Regions from separate parts of the Sus scrofa genome. Here regions 1 and 2 are each linked to region 3. A link is a contact called in public Hi-C and HiChIP or PLAC-seq data. All regions are on one chromosome and are shown on one strand. Each heading gives the region's core, a stretch centred on a gene start, on an enhancer-like site or on the middle of the called end of the contact. The rest is flanking DNA. Distances are from core to core; before and after follow the strand shown. Region 1 has its middle 15 kb from the start of SYPL1. Region 2 overlaps ATXN7L1 (ataxin-7-like protein 1). Region 3 overlaps ATXN7L1 (ataxin-7-like protein 1).

Region 1 (4,921 bases), core at 1,830-4,329, 500 kb after region 3:
ACTGGAACTTCTTTCCCTTGGCTGAATTTTGTTGTTCCACACTGGAGGACTGCTTTGGTAGCAGCCATCAGGGCCTGTTCCAGGTGGCAACATACATTTAGACCTTAAATTCCCCCTCTGTTGCTGGCATAGCTGCTCCCTGCCTTTAACTTTTAGATGAGAAATGTTAATTTATGGTAGCTGTGGAAACTAGTGTAGGTTAGCGGAGTTGGGAGAAGTGGGAGAACCCCCCAAAAATAAAATATTAGAAAAGTGTCACTCAGAACGCAATATTTTTAAAAAAAGTTAAGCATAAAAAAACCCTCAGAGGAGTTCCTGTTGTGGCTCAGCAGTAACAAACCTGACAAGCATCTATGAGGATACAGGTTCGATCCCTGGCCTCACTCACTGGGTTAAGGATCTGGCTTGCTTAATGCAGGTTCAGATCCTACATTGCTGTGGCTATGGCATAGGCTGTCAGCTGCAGCTCCAATTTGATCCCTAGCCTGGGAACTTACATATTCCGCACGTGCAGCCCTGAAAAGCAACAAACAAACAGACAAAAAACACAAAATCCCTCAGAGCCAGGAAAAAGTCTTCTCAAGGGAAGAAACATACATGATGCTATTTTCTGCCTTCTCTTTTGGTTTTTGCCCCATGGTGTTATCCCATCTTTTGTAAAGATATGAGGTAATATGGTAAGTAAACAGCAGGCAGTTGCGGAATCAAAGGAAGGGCTCACTCAGGAATGAAACTAGCCCAGTACAGGAGCTCCTTTTAATCAGACTCCTCACTCTGGGGCCCACCCTTTGGTCTGGACTTTACTAAGGCCTGAGGGTTGAGCCTCATTTTCTTCCATTTCTAATCTTAGACAATCCATTTATTCCTTTTGTCAACTGTCAGGACTAAACCCAGAAGATGTTAAGGATTGGATGTGGATAATAACTGCTGATATTATATGGCTCCTTGTAGTTTGCAAAGCACATCTACACACATTATTGCATTTAGTCCTTTCAGTCACTGTGAAGTAGGTATTACTTTTGTATTACTATGATCACAATTTTGCAACTGGGGAAACCGAAGCTTAACAAGGTGATGTGACTTATCTAAAATCATAGAGAAAGGGAATGGGTCTACACTCAGGTTTTCTCACCCCAAGTCCTGTTGCTCCACAATTCAATTGATTCTGGGGAAATGCCACTTGTCTGCCATGCACCCTTCATTCCTAATTAACGACAGTGGTAATGGTGGCTGACATTTGGGGTAGTCACAGCACGCCAGGTACAGCTCATCTAATCCTTGCACCAGTCCTATGATACAGACTTTATAACTAGACTTACTTTACAGTTGAGTGAACCGAGGCTCAGAGAGGTTAGGTATGTTATCCCGGGGTGCACAGCTAGGAAGTGATGGAGACAGGCTTCACCCCCAGGCCTGTTTGATTCCCCAGCTCTTAATCACTCCACTCTATGGCCCTGCTGTGTCCTTTGCTTTCTCTTTCAAGGTTTCCAGCTCCTTCCAAAAGATCCACTCAACAGAGCGAAAGCACACAGGGTGCCTTCAGGGGCAAAGAACTGAACTACAGGTGGCAGGAGGAGACAGAGTGAACAATGGCTCCTCCAGGACTTGTTCTGGTGGGAAACATAACTGCCTTAAGCACAGCTACAATGTGGATGTGTTAGTCAGGAGGGGCTTGGAGCCTGGTGCAGGGACAGGAAAAACGGGGTTGACCAATGCACATGGAGGCAGTCAGTCCCCCACTAAGGAGCTTCTACCCTGAATCAGTACTGTTGGGAGATGAGATGCTTAGCGCCCAGGCATCCCTTACTAATGGCCTATGGCACAGCAGTGGGTGTGGCGTCACCAGTCATGTGTGCCTGTTCTGAACACAGCATCACAGACTGTGGACTGTCAGATCCTCTGATTGGATACAAATGCTCCTGTGCTGAGTAAACCCTTAATAATAAACTTCTTGGAGGTAAAGGCCGTAATACCTTGAAGCACTCCTTCGGGGTTTGCCTCAATGAAAAACCACCAAGCACTCCTGGTTGCCTTTTCAAGATACTTAGCTCATTCCCTTGCTGGTCTATGCTGGTAGAGGGGTGGGGCAAGTCGGTGTGAGAAGGTCTGGGAAAGAAACAATCTGTCCAACCCTGTGAAAGGAAACCCTCTGCAGATCTGGAGGAGGTGAGTGCCCCCACATCCACGTGGGCTTATTCCTGGGGACAGCAGGAGAGGCTCTGCCTCCTCTTCATGGCTCCTGGGTCTCAGTCCCGGCTATACGTTGGGATCACCTGGAGGGCTTTTACCATCCACCCGTGCCTGGGATCCACCACCCAGGAATCTCTGGTATTGTAATCCCAGGTACTTGTAATTCTTATAAACTCCCCAGCTGATGGTGAAGCAGAGTATTGCTGCTCTAGAATTTCACACTCAGAAACAAATGCCACAAGCATCCAATTTACCTCTCCACCATTTTGGTGAGTTTGAAAGGAAAAGAGGCATTACAGACTGATTTTAACGAGGGGAAGAGAGGTGCAGAAAGGAGAAGCAATTTGCTGAGGCCAGAGGGCTGCTCAGGGCAGGGTTGGGGTAGGAAGCAGCTTCCTTCTGATTCTCCTGCATCCTTTTTTCTGGCAGTATATACAGTATCGACTGTTCTGATGGCTTAGTTTGACATGCACTCAGGCGAGAGATTTCTACTCCTTTATTGGGATGGCCTTTCCAATTAGACCTACACTACTGTTTCAGTGTGTTTCCTGGTGTGGAAGCCCAAATCTTCCTTTTGTAATTCTTAGCTCTTTACTGGCCTGAGCAGTGGGTCATGAGATCCCCGCCTCTATTTAGAGGGAGCCAGGGACCGACCATGTTTGGTGTGTTCTGTACAGAGCACAACACATACGTGTACAGTGAAAACATACTTTACTGTGGGTAGAACTGAGACCTAACTCAGTCTCAGCTTTCAAGCCTCTGGATCAACAGCAGTTAATTCTCTTAGAACATAGAGCTAAATCTCTGAGGAGGCCTGGCCTGGAGAGGCCACCCGAATTGCTGCCTGCTTAAAGGTGCACTCATGTTTCTTGATTTATCTGAGTCAGTACCTCTGTTTATTTTTGCCATTTGACTTCAGGGTAGGGCTGGTTTCCGTGTGCTGGCAATTCCCAGTGAGTACAGGCTCTGAGTGACAGGGGCAGGTGTTCAGGAATCCCCAGTGACTATTATTTCATTTTGTTCCTCCCCCAGCCTCACGGTTTATGTATGAGCTGTTAGGTGACCGAGTTCTATTTTTAACTGCAAATATGTTCTTTTCAACTGGAATCATATTCTTTAGACACTGCATTATGCAAGCTGGCTCCAAAGTTTGCCAGCAGTGCTAAACTCAACTGTGACAATTCCCAGCCACTGTCACTGAGCCCGCTACAGTGAAGCAAACAGCACGCTTACTTGCTGCAAGATAGAGCTGCTGTTGTGTCTAATAACTTTGCTACCTGAGGAGAAAGCTATGTCTGGCCACTCCGATCAGCTACCCTCCTCTTGTCTCCTGCCTATCCCAGAAAAAATCCTCTGGGCCTTGGGGGACGGCATTAAAAAGGCTTCTGTTGAGGAAGGTTAAACTTGAAATTAGTCATAATGAGGTACAAGCTATGTAATGCTCATTGTGGTGTATCTTCTCAGGCTATGAGCAGGAGAGGACGGTTTCAATGGAGGGCCTCAAGTCGAGAAGTCATTCTGATGAAGTGTTCCTGCTGAGCCATTCACTATTCTAAAGTGAGAAACTTAGACAAGCCCAGTGGTTGGGTCTCATGTTTTTCTGTGGGATAATCACAGAGAAGTGTCTTTCCAGAATGGCACAGAGCTGGGATCTTTCCCCCTGCTTTCTCCTAGAGGACTGGCATCTGGCTTATCCAAAATGAACCAGAGAAGAGACCGAGTTAGCATTCTCTGAAGGGAAAATGTTAGTATCACAAGGTTCTTTGATGGCAAGCAACAGAAACCAACTCTTTAATAAGAATTCACCTACTTAAGAACAATTGTTAGAAGATAAGTTCCATGAAAGCAGGGGCTAGCTTTTCACTGCTGTTTCTCCAGTAGGACAATACCTTGAATATACAATAGGCATTGACTACTGAGTATATTGAGTCAAGGTTTGCAGGTTATACATAGGGTGGATTGAAGAATTGTTAGGAAGACTGAGAACCAATATCAGAAAAGGATAAGAATGAGAGCACCTCTGGAGGGGAAAGGTAGCAGGAACTCGGTCCCTGACAGATCCATCAGGAATGAATGCTCTCTAACTAGTCATATTTTTGAGTGTCTGTCCTCATGCATCAAAATCCAGAGGGAGGAGTTCCCGTCGTAGCTCAGTGGTTAACGAATCTGAGTAGGAACCATGAGGTTTCGGGTTCCAACCCTGGCCTTGCTCAGTGGGTTAAGGATCCGGCGTTGCCGTGAGCTGTGGTGTAGGTCGCAGACGTGGCTCGGATCCCGTGTTGCTGTGGCTCTGGCATAGGCTGGTGGCTACAGCTCCGATTCGACCCCTAGCCTGGGAACCTCCATATGCCGTGGGAGCGCCCCAAGAAATGGCAAAAAAAAAAAAAAAAAAGAAAAGAAAAGAAAAAAAATCCAGAGGGAGATGTATTAGAGTTTTCTAGAGGAAAACAGAACCAATAGGATCTATCTATCTAGTGAGAGACAGAGAGAGAGAGATTGATTGATGATAAGAAATTGGCTCACACGATTATGGAGGCTGGCAACCCCAATCTGCAGGGTGGGTTGGCAGGTTGGAGTTGGAGACATAGGGAGAGCCAGTGTTCTAGTTCAAGGGCTGTCAGGAAGGAAGGGTGACACTGCAGATGAAGCCTAAAGGCGGTGTGCTGAAGAATTCTCTCAACTCAGGGAGGGTAGGTCTTTCTGTTCTGTTCTGTTCTGTTCTGTTCTGTTC
Region 2 (5,021 bases), core at 802-3,301, 400 kb after region 3:
CTGAGAGTTGATTTGAGACTAGACTTCAGGGAACCAGGGAGCAGGGGGGCAAGTCGGGAGACCTATGAGTTGCCTACTGGATTAGTCCAGGGATGACATGGCGGTGGCTTGGGCCAGGGTGGCAAAAGTGGAGCATGGTGGGCACATGGGAACCTTGCAGGACGTTTTGGAAAGAGTGCCCCAACTACCAAAGAAGCCCTGAGTTCTTCTAGGTCTGTTCCCCTATTAGATAAAGGTGGCCCCGCCGGGTTTAGTCACTCTCTTAGTGGAAGCTACCAGATACAGCTATTTTACGTAACAGCAAATGGTGCTTCCCAAATACACCTGCCTCCTTTTGCTATCTGGGATAGGGTGTGTGTGTGTGTGTGTGTGTGTGTGTGTGTGTGTGTGGCCCTTGGTGTTTCTGCTGCACTAAACTGAATCCTGTTGAGATTTCAAACAGGCATCATGGAAATGGAGCAAACAGGCCTGGACAGTGTTTTGTTCGTCTGGACTCCACGCCTTGCGGTGGGAAAGGTCCCAGGTAACCTCCTTCAATCCATGCCATGCATTAGATTAGCTCTCAGTCAGAAAAAGCATAAAAGCATAGTTCTGATTCAAGGCCTTTTACCAGGAGACCTCAGTTGTACGAAAAAAATTGTGGCCTGTGACTCCCAAAAGAGTCTGTGCTTTTAAGAACTCTGCCTGCTTAGAGGGAAACAGGGAGGCGAGTGTGTCCTGGAAAACTGAAGCCTGCTGATCAGGTTTTTGGAGACAGTCTTACTGAAAATGATATCACCCACCCTTCCCATGAGTACAAACCATAATTATCAGCCCTGATTTGGGGTGTGGAGAACATGATCCGTGCAAGTCTTAAAACCAAGGCAAAGCACACTTATGAGCTTTGCACTCCTCCTGTGTGGTGCCTGCGAGGTGAGGCTGGCCCAGTGCTTGGATGAGGGCATCCTACCCACTGCCCACGTGGGGCCCTCGTCATGCTCAGCAGCCCTGTACTTCCAGGTGATCCCAAATTGTCTGCAGCTGCTGTGACCCCGCCAGCCCTGGGCACAGCTGAGGGAGGGAAGCTGGTTCATCTGACTCATACATGAGGCTTACAAGAGCTCCACTCCCTGGGCCCATCTCCTGTGTTCGCCCACAGTCAGAATACCCTCCAGCTGCTATGCTAAAACATCTTTTTTTTTTTTTTGGTAACAACTGTATTGATATTTGATTTAATTCATATACCACTACATCCAGCAATTTTTAAGTATCTTCACGAACTGTGCAACCCTCACCACTATCTGACTCCAAAACACTTTCATCACCACCCAATAAGCCCCATGCCCATTAATAGCCATGCTCCATCCCCAAACCCTAGCACCCATTGATTGAGCACCTCTCTGGATATTTCATTTAAGTAGAATCATACCATGTTTGTCCTTTTGTGTCTAGTTTATTTCCCTTACCATGTTTTCAACAATCATCTATGTTGTCACAGACATCAGGACTTTTTTCCTTTCTATGGCTGAATAATGTTCTATCACGTCAGATGCTACATGCTACATTTTATTTATCTACTAATGGATATTTGGGTTATTTCCACCTTTGGGCCATTACGAGTAATGCTGCAATGAATGTTAATGTGCAAGCTCTTGTGTGGACACATATTCTAATTCCTCTGGGGTACATACCCAGGAGTGGAGATGCTGAGTCATATGGTAATTCTATATTTATCTCCTTGAGAAACTGCAGCACTGGTTTTCAAAGTGACTGCACCATGTTATAGTCTTACCAGCTTTGGTGAGAAATCCACGAGGCTTTCACAAACGTTTAAAACAGTAGAAGGTGCCCTCTGCTCAGGTGTAGACCCTGTCAAGCTCTGGCATGAAGAGGCCACTAGTGGTCTGGAGTGCTGGTCGACCTCGCTGAGCTTCCTCAACTTCCTAGTCAGCAGCTAGGTCTGTACAAATCTCAGGATTGCAACTGTGTGTCTAACATGTGCTGGGCACACTAGCTGCAAAACCTCCAAATCCTTACAGCACTCTTTGGAAGACTGTCTGGACAGCTGAGAGATGGAGAGACAAGGGAACGTGTCCAGAGGTCACAGAGCCAGAACACCAAGCTGGGTGTGCCTCCGCAAGCCTAAGCCCAAGGGCTCAGTTTTTCCATTGGATTGTGTTCCAGTGGGGAAAAGTCAGATGACTGAACCCTCAGATGGATCCTCTGACCAAATATCTCTTCCCTCAAAGCTCGAGGCTTCTCAAGGCTGCAGAAATCAAACCCTCATACGTGCAGCATCGATACCAGCTTCAGGACCAGCAGACATGCTCTGAGAGCATCCTCTCCTGTCTGGCATGAGTTGGGATCTAAAACAGCCGCGAGCCTTCCGCAATCCTGCAAGCCCAGCGCATACAGGTTTGAGCTGTGCAAAAGGCACAATCTATTCTTTCCTCCATTCTGCTCACACTCTCCACCTGTCTGCTGCTCAACAGAAGCAGACTCATCTTGGCTATGAGTATTCAAGTGTCTTCCAGAGACATTCTGTCAAGGTCTAGGTCACTCAGAAACAGCCCCCTCCTCCCCAAGGAGAAGAGGCTGCAGTTACGCATGTTGGCCAGCAGAGGCTCCTTTTGACATTTGGCTTCCTCAGAGTGGTCCAGGAAGGCCTGGTTAACCCACCAGCCGGCCTTCTTTTCACGTTCCCCCAAGCCGTCCTGGGTATGTGGCCGCAGGCCCTGCAGAGAGCAGCCTCAGGGCATCCACGGTTGGGATTCCACCTTGTGGCCACCCACAAAACCCCACAGCAGCAGTGTGGTCACTGGAAACCAGGAGGGCCGAACCAAACCTTCTGGAGGTGGGAGTGAGTGGCCAGGTCCACCCATGGGTGGCCTTTTCCTGGAAGGTGCCAGGACAGCGATCAGGGCATTTCGCCAAGCAAGCTATGGCTATTGACAAATATAGCCCCACCTGGGCTCAAAACACTTTTATCACTGTCGACTTAAGTACAGAGGGTTAGAATCAGCTGCGGTGTTTGGCGTCTCTGAATAAAAAACCCTGGATTTTGTTTCCTTAACACACCATCTTGGCACAGGTTCCAGAAAATGAGGGTCCCAAATTCTACGCCTTTGTTTGGTAGAAACGTGTGCTGATATGTCTGTGTACTAACAAATAAATAATAAAATCACTTTGCATTTATAGAATAATAATAAATAACAAAATCACTCTGCATTTATAGAATGCTTGCCATGTTGCAAGATACCATGGGGTCCTTTATATTTGTACTTTTATTTAACGTAATGCAGCTGGAGGTACTCTGAGGCTCAGAAAGGGTGAGTTACTTCCCAAAGGTCTCACAGCTAGGAAGTGGCAGAGGGAGGTGGGGTTTGAAAGCAGGTGTGGCCTCTTCATGCCGGGACTAGGGTCCAGAATTCCTAGTAAGATGGCTTAGTCCCCTGTCGCTCCCACCCCAACACTGCCTTAATCTTGGAGCTGCTTTAGGCTGGGGGTAGAATCAGAAGGGGAAGGAGAGGATGGAATTTACAAGCTAGTTTATGCCAGAGCTGGTTTGGGTGCCTTGAAATTCACCAGGGCTTGGACAAGTCTTCCAGGATGGGGCCCTTCCCACAGACCAGCTGGGAGCTCATTAGTGTCACTGAGCCGCGGGAGAGAAAGATAAAAAGGGAAGGGACATGAAGAGGCAAAAAGGGAGGGGGACAACAAGGCAGAAGCAGAGATAGAGAGGTGGCTGGTGGCCTTGCCAGAGAGCCTCCTGCCTGGAGAGCTGGTGAAGCAAGCACAGCCTTCATTCTTTCGCGCAGGGCCAATAAAGGGCAGCTGAATCACAGGATTTCTCAAGAAATAAAAATTCCTAGTACACCCCTGGGGCCTGGGGAGAAAAACTGACAACGTGTTGATTGAAAACAGACTAAGCTGATGTGTGCCTGCAGCGTGAGGCTGCACTTCCCCAGGTTCACAGCGACACCTAGTGGTCTCCATGGGCACCTGCCGCCTCCGTGGAAAAGAGGCAATGGCCTGAAGAGAGTATTTGGGGTGTAGAGCAGAAGCATCCTCTTTTCCCTAGCGTCAAAGTCCGTGTTTTGCTTTGTGGGGTATGCCAATATTCTAAGAGGAATTCCACACGTCCCCAGGAGCGGGGGTGGGGGGACACTGGTCAAACACTGGACTTCCTATATGGCCAGTTATGTATATCCAACTGACTCTGTATTGGCTAGATGTTCTTTTTTTGTTGGTTTTTTTTTTTTGGAGGGGAGGGTTTTTTTAAATGATTTTTTTCCATTATTGGTCTACAGTGTTCTGTCAATTTCTACTGTACAGAAAAGTGACCCAGTCACATATATATATACATTCTTTTTCAAAAGTGGACATTTTTCCCTCTGATTTTCTTTTCATTTATTACATTTTCATTTATTCTCCTCATTTAGTAAGTCTAACTGAATGTATTTAATGGTGATACCTTTATAAGACTTTTATACCAATGAATTCTGCAATCGGAGACATTTCTTTGTGAGGTTATGTGTTCAGAAAATAAAATGACTGTGCTTCTACATTAGGTCAAAGATCTTGGCTTCCATCGTCACCCTGATCAGTAAGTCTGATTAAAAATGAAAACTATGCATCTCCTTCTGGATAATAGCACTTGAACATTTTCATCCCCTCTCTGGCCTCCCCTTGCTCCATTTCAGCTTTGGCTAAGTTACTTGCCTGAAGGCTCCCTGGGGACAAAGGATATCCAGTGATAGCACCATGCCTGGGACATGGTTAATACTCAAAAACTATTTCTTCATGGAATGACCTCAGCTCCTGATTTGTCACGGTGGCGGGGGGGTGGCGCACAGGAGTGGGGTCAGATAATTCAATCTCCTGGCAAGTGCTACTAGAGGATTCCAGACTCTAAGGGGCATTTGTCAAACCAGGAAGACCCTGGCCTGGAAACTCAGCTTCTTGTCAATATCTGGGGATGGTCTGTGGTTAAATAGGAACCCAGGGCAGAACTCGTAGAGCTCTATAAAAAGGCTTATTAA
Region 3 (5,033 bases), core at 2,338-4,837:
TTGTTGGCCTGTGTCGTTTGCTGGAAGGCAGCCAGCAAACACCTGTGTCAGGAATGACACAGCTCTTCTGGGCATTCAGGGAGGTGGGCAGCAGCGTTGGTGGGTGGATGGGTGAATGAGTAGGTGGGAGGTGGATATAAACTTGGTGGAATATCTCCTTAAGGGACTCCGATGGCTGCAAGCTAAAAAGAGGGTTCCTCGCCTGCGAAACCGTCTGAACTTGGTGGAGTAAACTGACCATAATAATGAATGCATTCTGTTTTTAAAAGAAGGTTTGGGAGCCGTGGGGTGTTTGCAACAGTGGTGGTTTGCAATAAAACCATTCTCCCGTATTCAAGACAGATTTCCTGGGTGGCTATCAAAATGCATCCCACCCCTTCTTCTGCTTTTGTCTTCTTCCTTTTTTTTTTGCTTCACTTTTAAGAATAGAAAACTGCTAGGCCTGGAGATGCCTGTTTCCTGTGAGGCCTCTCTGCCCACCGGGGAGGGCCTGGGCGTCAGGCCCCAGGCTGCCTGGTGTGAGTTCTTTCCCTTGGGCCTGTTGGAGTCAGACCCGTGCCCAGATCCACACCAGCGCTCGTGTTGGCCTGGAGCTGAGCAGGTTGTTTGGCTGGGGATGGGAGCTGGCTGCCAAATGTGAAAGCGAGAGAGAAATAAGCAAAAGACCCAATGAGACAAAACCACCAACAAAATGTAAAACCAACAAACACACACACAAAAAAGCCCCAAACAACTTCAGATTAAGGTGCAGGCTGGAAGCCACGGTCATGCTCCTGCCAGGACGAGGAAGCCCAGCCTCTGGACACTGTACCCAGCCAGGCCTACTTAATTGTCTGGGCTGCTGCCTCCTCTGCAGAGCGAAAGTGAACTTTCCTTGCAGGAAGAGCCAGGGGCTGGGGGCTCCATCACACAGGGAGGCTGCACACCCTCAAAGAGAGTGCCAAGCTCTGCCTTTCTTTCTGGACAGTGGGTGAAGTGGGCGTGGAGAGATTTTTGGGGGGGTGTCCAGTGAAATAACTGTGTCCCGTGAATGCTTTGGGCCTGAGGTACGTTTAAGACATAAACTTTTTATTTTTTATTTTTTTGTCTTTTTGCCATTTCTTGGGCCACTCCCTCGGCATATGGAGGTTCCCAGGGTAGGGGTCTAATCGGAGCTGGAGCTGCCGGCCTACGCCAGAGCCACAGCAACACGGGATCTGAGCCATGTCTGCAACCTACACCACAGCTCAAGGCAACGCTGGATCGTTAACCCACTGAGCAAGGGCAGGGATCGAACCCGCAACCTCATGGTTCCTAGTCGGATTCGTTAACCACTGCACCAAGATGGGAACTCCAAGACATAAACTTTTTAAAAGCTCCTGATGTGAGATAGAAAAACTTAAATACAGACAAACCCGAAGGAGAAAATAAAAATGACCCACAATTGTTGGGGCGCTTAGGAATTATGCTCATAAGAACATAGCTTCTGTCTCACAGGATGGCTTTCTCTAGTCAGTTGACCCTTGAATAACATGGGTTTGAACTATACAGGTCCGTTTACATGGCAGCTGCTTTCAGTAGTAAATACCACAGCACTACAAGACTGGAGGTTGGTTGCATCCAAGGAGATGTAGGAACTGCAGATATGGAGGGCCGACTATAAATTACATGGGATTTTCTTTTCTTTTCTTTTCAGGGTCCACCTGTGGCATGTAGAAGTTCCCAGGCTAGGGGCTGAATCGCAGCTACAGCTGCCTGCTTATACCACAGCCACACAGGATCCAAGCTGTGTCTGAGATCTACATCACAGCTCATGGCAACACCGGATCCCCGACCCACTAAGTGAGGCCAGGGATCAAACCCACATCCTCATGGATACTAGTCGGGTTCGCTTCGACTGTGCCACAACAGAAACTCCCTACGTGGGGATTTTCGACTGCATGGAGGGTTGGCACGCCAATCCCTGAGGCGTTCAAGGGTCAAGCGTATTTTCTCTTTTCTGTTTAACATTTGATAAATGCCCAGAGTGTATGAAGACATTATAAAGTTTATGGCTCTTCTTGGTCTTTTGGAGAAAGTGAAACTGTCAGATTTCTTTCTGCAACAAACCCAAAGCAAATATCATCCACTTGGGGGCCCCTAAGGGCAACCACTGCCTCTAGGACTGTCCGTGGGTGCTTTTCTGGGTGCCCCAGCCCAGTGCCTACTCAGAAAACCCAGTAGAACTAGAGACCCTCAACACCCTATCTGCCGGGCCAGTCTAAGTCCTGCCCAACAAGAATTCCAATCTGCTTATGTGGGCAAGGCAGTTGTAGCCCCAGACCACAGGACCCACATGGAAACCAACCAGATCAAAGGACAGAGAGGGGCAGACAGCACCAACACAACTGCCCTAAGCCCGTCCTGAGCTATTGTGACATATCAAGGTGGGCTGTCTGACCTCATGGCAGTGAGGCTTCCTGGCACCCAGGGGTGGTTCGGCCTGTCAGCAGGATGACAAGAACCTCAAAATCCACAGACTGCTGTGGGGGCCGGGGGTGGGCAGGGGCCTCCTGCTTTGGGGTCACTAGGGTACTTCCTGCTAAGTGCTGAGCTGAGAGAGGCACCTCGTCGGGCCGGGGGATGAGAGAACCAGTTCTCCCTTGCCTTTTTAGGTGAAGGGAGGGGAGTCCTGTCTGCAGGCAAACTCTGTGTCCCCCTTAAAATGCAACAGACCTGCTTCATGATAAGAACACATCACTCCCTTGTTACGGACGCGATGGACTCAACTGCGGCCTGATCGTGAGCCAGACTAAGGACACAGACACGTACCTGAAAGTCTCCTGTAAGGCTTGCTGTTGTTTTTGGTGCCATTTTGGTGTTTCTTGTCTATTGCGGCAGACAAAATTCCTTTGCCGTTTAATATCTTCTCTGGGGAAGGTGGCACGGACTTGGACATCAAGACTGGCTTAATTAACGGCGGGGCGGAGACGGCAGAGGATGAGGTGGAGCAGGAAGAGACCGCAGTAGTGGTTGTAGAGTTCATTTTGACATTGGCACCATCTGCCTTCACTAGGTTAGGAATTTTCTCTAAACTGACTACGGGAACCGGAACACTGAAACAGAAATGAACAAACACACACAATTGCCTTCTTTGATACATCTGGTCTGCTGAGAAGATCTCCCCGCTTATCGCCATCAGGACCCTTCCTTATCACTTATTTATACTCCTCCTATAAGTGAGCAGCAGGATTCCAGTTTTGACGGCAAGGAGATGTGTGCCTTGGAAAGGACCAACAGGGGGTGTGAGGCTGGCACAGCGCCAGGGATGGCATCAGAGCTGACTGATTACCTCCTGGAGCGGTCGTCCCCATAGATCCTGCAGCTCCCCACCCCCGTCTCAGTCCCTTTGGTCGGCAGCCTCCGAGACAGCACTCTGGGCAGAGCACGGCGCCCGCTGCGAGGCTCAGGAAGGGATGCTGTCGGTCCCCGCAGACGGTGTGCCACGGAGCTGCGTGCTGAATCACGCCCCCTCCCCCCTCTGCCCGGCTGGTCTCCCACCCCGGCGATCAGGCCTGACATCTGCTTAGCTCGGAGCGCTGACAGGCTCACACTGCACGGAGGCATGGCTGCAGGCCAGCGTGCCACGCTACATGCTGTCGGAGGACTTCTGGATCACTCGGATCCTGGGGATGGGCTCAAATTGAGTGAGCCGCCATGGAACATTATCTAATATTCCATTTTCGGCAGCTAGTTATGTAAATAGGCAGTGCTCAAGGCTGGCAGGTGAGAGGATGAATTTTAAGGAGACAGAGCACAAAGGTATATGTTTGCTCCTCAGAATCTGTCACCTTGCCTCACTTCCCTGCCATTTCTTCTCTAATGGATATGCATTTGATTTCTGTGCATTTCATGCTGGAGGACCCTGTGTCTGGGGGGATGCAGATGACTCTGTCTCGGGGTCTTCAAAGATGAGATGAGTGGCAGAATAAGCTTTGCTTTGGTTCCTGAACTAGATTCCCTTTCCTCCTTGCGGGAGGGCGGAACGCTAGCACTTCAGCCCCCCAATCATCTCTGAGCTGAGAGGGGAGCTGACTGAGCTGTCTGAATGCCAAGTGGGCTAGAACATGGCTTAGACAGGCCTGCAGACAAAAGCGGGCATGAAAGACAGGTTGGGTTCACGGAGGAGGAGTCTGATCTGTCCACACAGCCGGCTGGCTCTCCCTTCTCTAAGATGCCTTGGCAGATCATTTCCTTGATCAATTTGTTCATGAAATTATTTCAGGAACCCCTCAGCCCCTGCATCTTCTCTGACTTTGAAATCAGATCCCAAATGTTATTTTTAGGTCCCTGCCAGTGAAAAGGGCACTCAGTGGTGGGGCATGCTGCTGCTGGACTTCGGCCTTTAGCCGGGACCACGTGCTTTCTTGGCCAGGAGAGTAGGTGGGGGGAGGGGGGTGGGTGTGTGTGTGGCGGGGGGGGGGGGGAGCGTGGGTGGGACATCATGTCCCAGGAGAGGGGAACTGGAAGAGCGGTTTTTAGTAAGACACCATGTCACTCACAGTCCTGCCTTTGATCAGTGTCTCAATTGCTGAGATACTGTTCAACTGCTGCTACTTTCTGTTGAAGGGCAGTTCTCAAAGCACTCACATATCGCTGAAGAACAGCACAAGAAGCCCTTGAAAAGTCAGCACGCTAAGACGCTGTAAAGATATTACATGGTGAAAACAGTGCTGCATTTCTGATTTCTTCCAAATGGTAAAAAGTGCAAAGCCATTGGAATTCTTCCAGGCTCCATCCTTCACTCAATTTTAAAAGACACAAATTATAGAAATTGGGGTCTCGAAGAAAACTTTGTACACCATGTTCAGAGCAGCATTACTCACAATGGCCAAAAGGTGGAAGCAACCCAAATGTCCATAGATGGATAAATGGAAAAGCAAAATGTGGTATATACACACAATGGACTATTGCTCAGCCTTAAAAAGGAAGGAAATTCTGACACATGGATGAATGTTAAAGACACGATGCTAGGTGAAATAAGCAAGTCACATGTGTGTGATTCCACTTGTGTG

What was found. A called contact is a pair of places that touch in the nucleus more often than the background predicts. HiChIP or PLAC-seq counts read pairs in DNA pulled down with a chosen protein or histone mark.
Region 1: an H3K27ac HiChIP or PLAC-seq map of skeletal muscle shows a contact between it and region 3, with 4 times the contacts expected there. The contact joins two enhancer-like sites. A contact is called at or near these places in 10 of 47 Hi-C or Micro-C datasets (embryonic fibroblasts, fetal skeletal muscle, fibroblasts and 5 more) and 1 of 2 datasets of contacts at active chromatin or transcription factors (skeletal muscle).
Region 2: a contact with region 3 is called in a Hi-C map of skeletal muscle, with 5 times the contacts expected there. The contact joins two enhancer-like sites. A contact is called at or near these places in 21 of 47 Hi-C or Micro-C datasets (alveolar macrophages, blood, brain and 12 more) and 2 of 2 datasets of contacts at active chromatin or transcription factors (alveolar macrophages and skeletal muscle).

Annotation. Positions count from the first base shown.
Region 1 is chr9:105,997,907-106,002,827 of Sscrofa11.1, forward strand. No RefSeq gene overlaps it. Among named protein-coding and RNA genes, the nearest start is that of SYPL1, 15 kb to the left of the region's middle. Within about 2 kb of position 3,080, at least 9 of the 83 cell types and tissues checked have an H3K27ac peak or open chromatin away from gene starts, as enhancers often do. A contact at or near this core is called in fetal skeletal muscle and skeletal muscle, where this site is marked.
Region 2 is chr9:105,899,605-105,904,625 of Sscrofa11.1, forward strand. The region is part of intron 2 of ATXN7L1 (ataxin-7-like protein 1); the gene reads right to left. Among named protein-coding and RNA genes, the nearest start is that of ATXN7L1, 24 kb to the right of the region's middle. Within about 2 kb of position 2,052, at least 6 of the 83 cell types and tissues checked have an H3K27ac peak or open chromatin away from gene starts, as enhancers often do. A contact at or near this core is called in skeletal muscle, where this site is marked.
Region 3 is chr9:105,497,509-105,502,541 of Sscrofa11.1, forward strand. ATXN7L1 (ataxin-7-like protein 1) reads right to left here. Exons shown (of 18, transcript XM_005667724.3): 10 at 2,791-3,074. Among named protein-coding and RNA genes, the nearest start is that of RINT1, 110 kb to the left of the region's middle. Within about 2 kb of position 3,588, at least 15 of the 83 cell types and tissues checked have an H3K27ac peak or open chromatin away from gene starts, as enhancers often do. A contact at or near this core is called in fetal skeletal muscle and skeletal muscle, where this site is marked.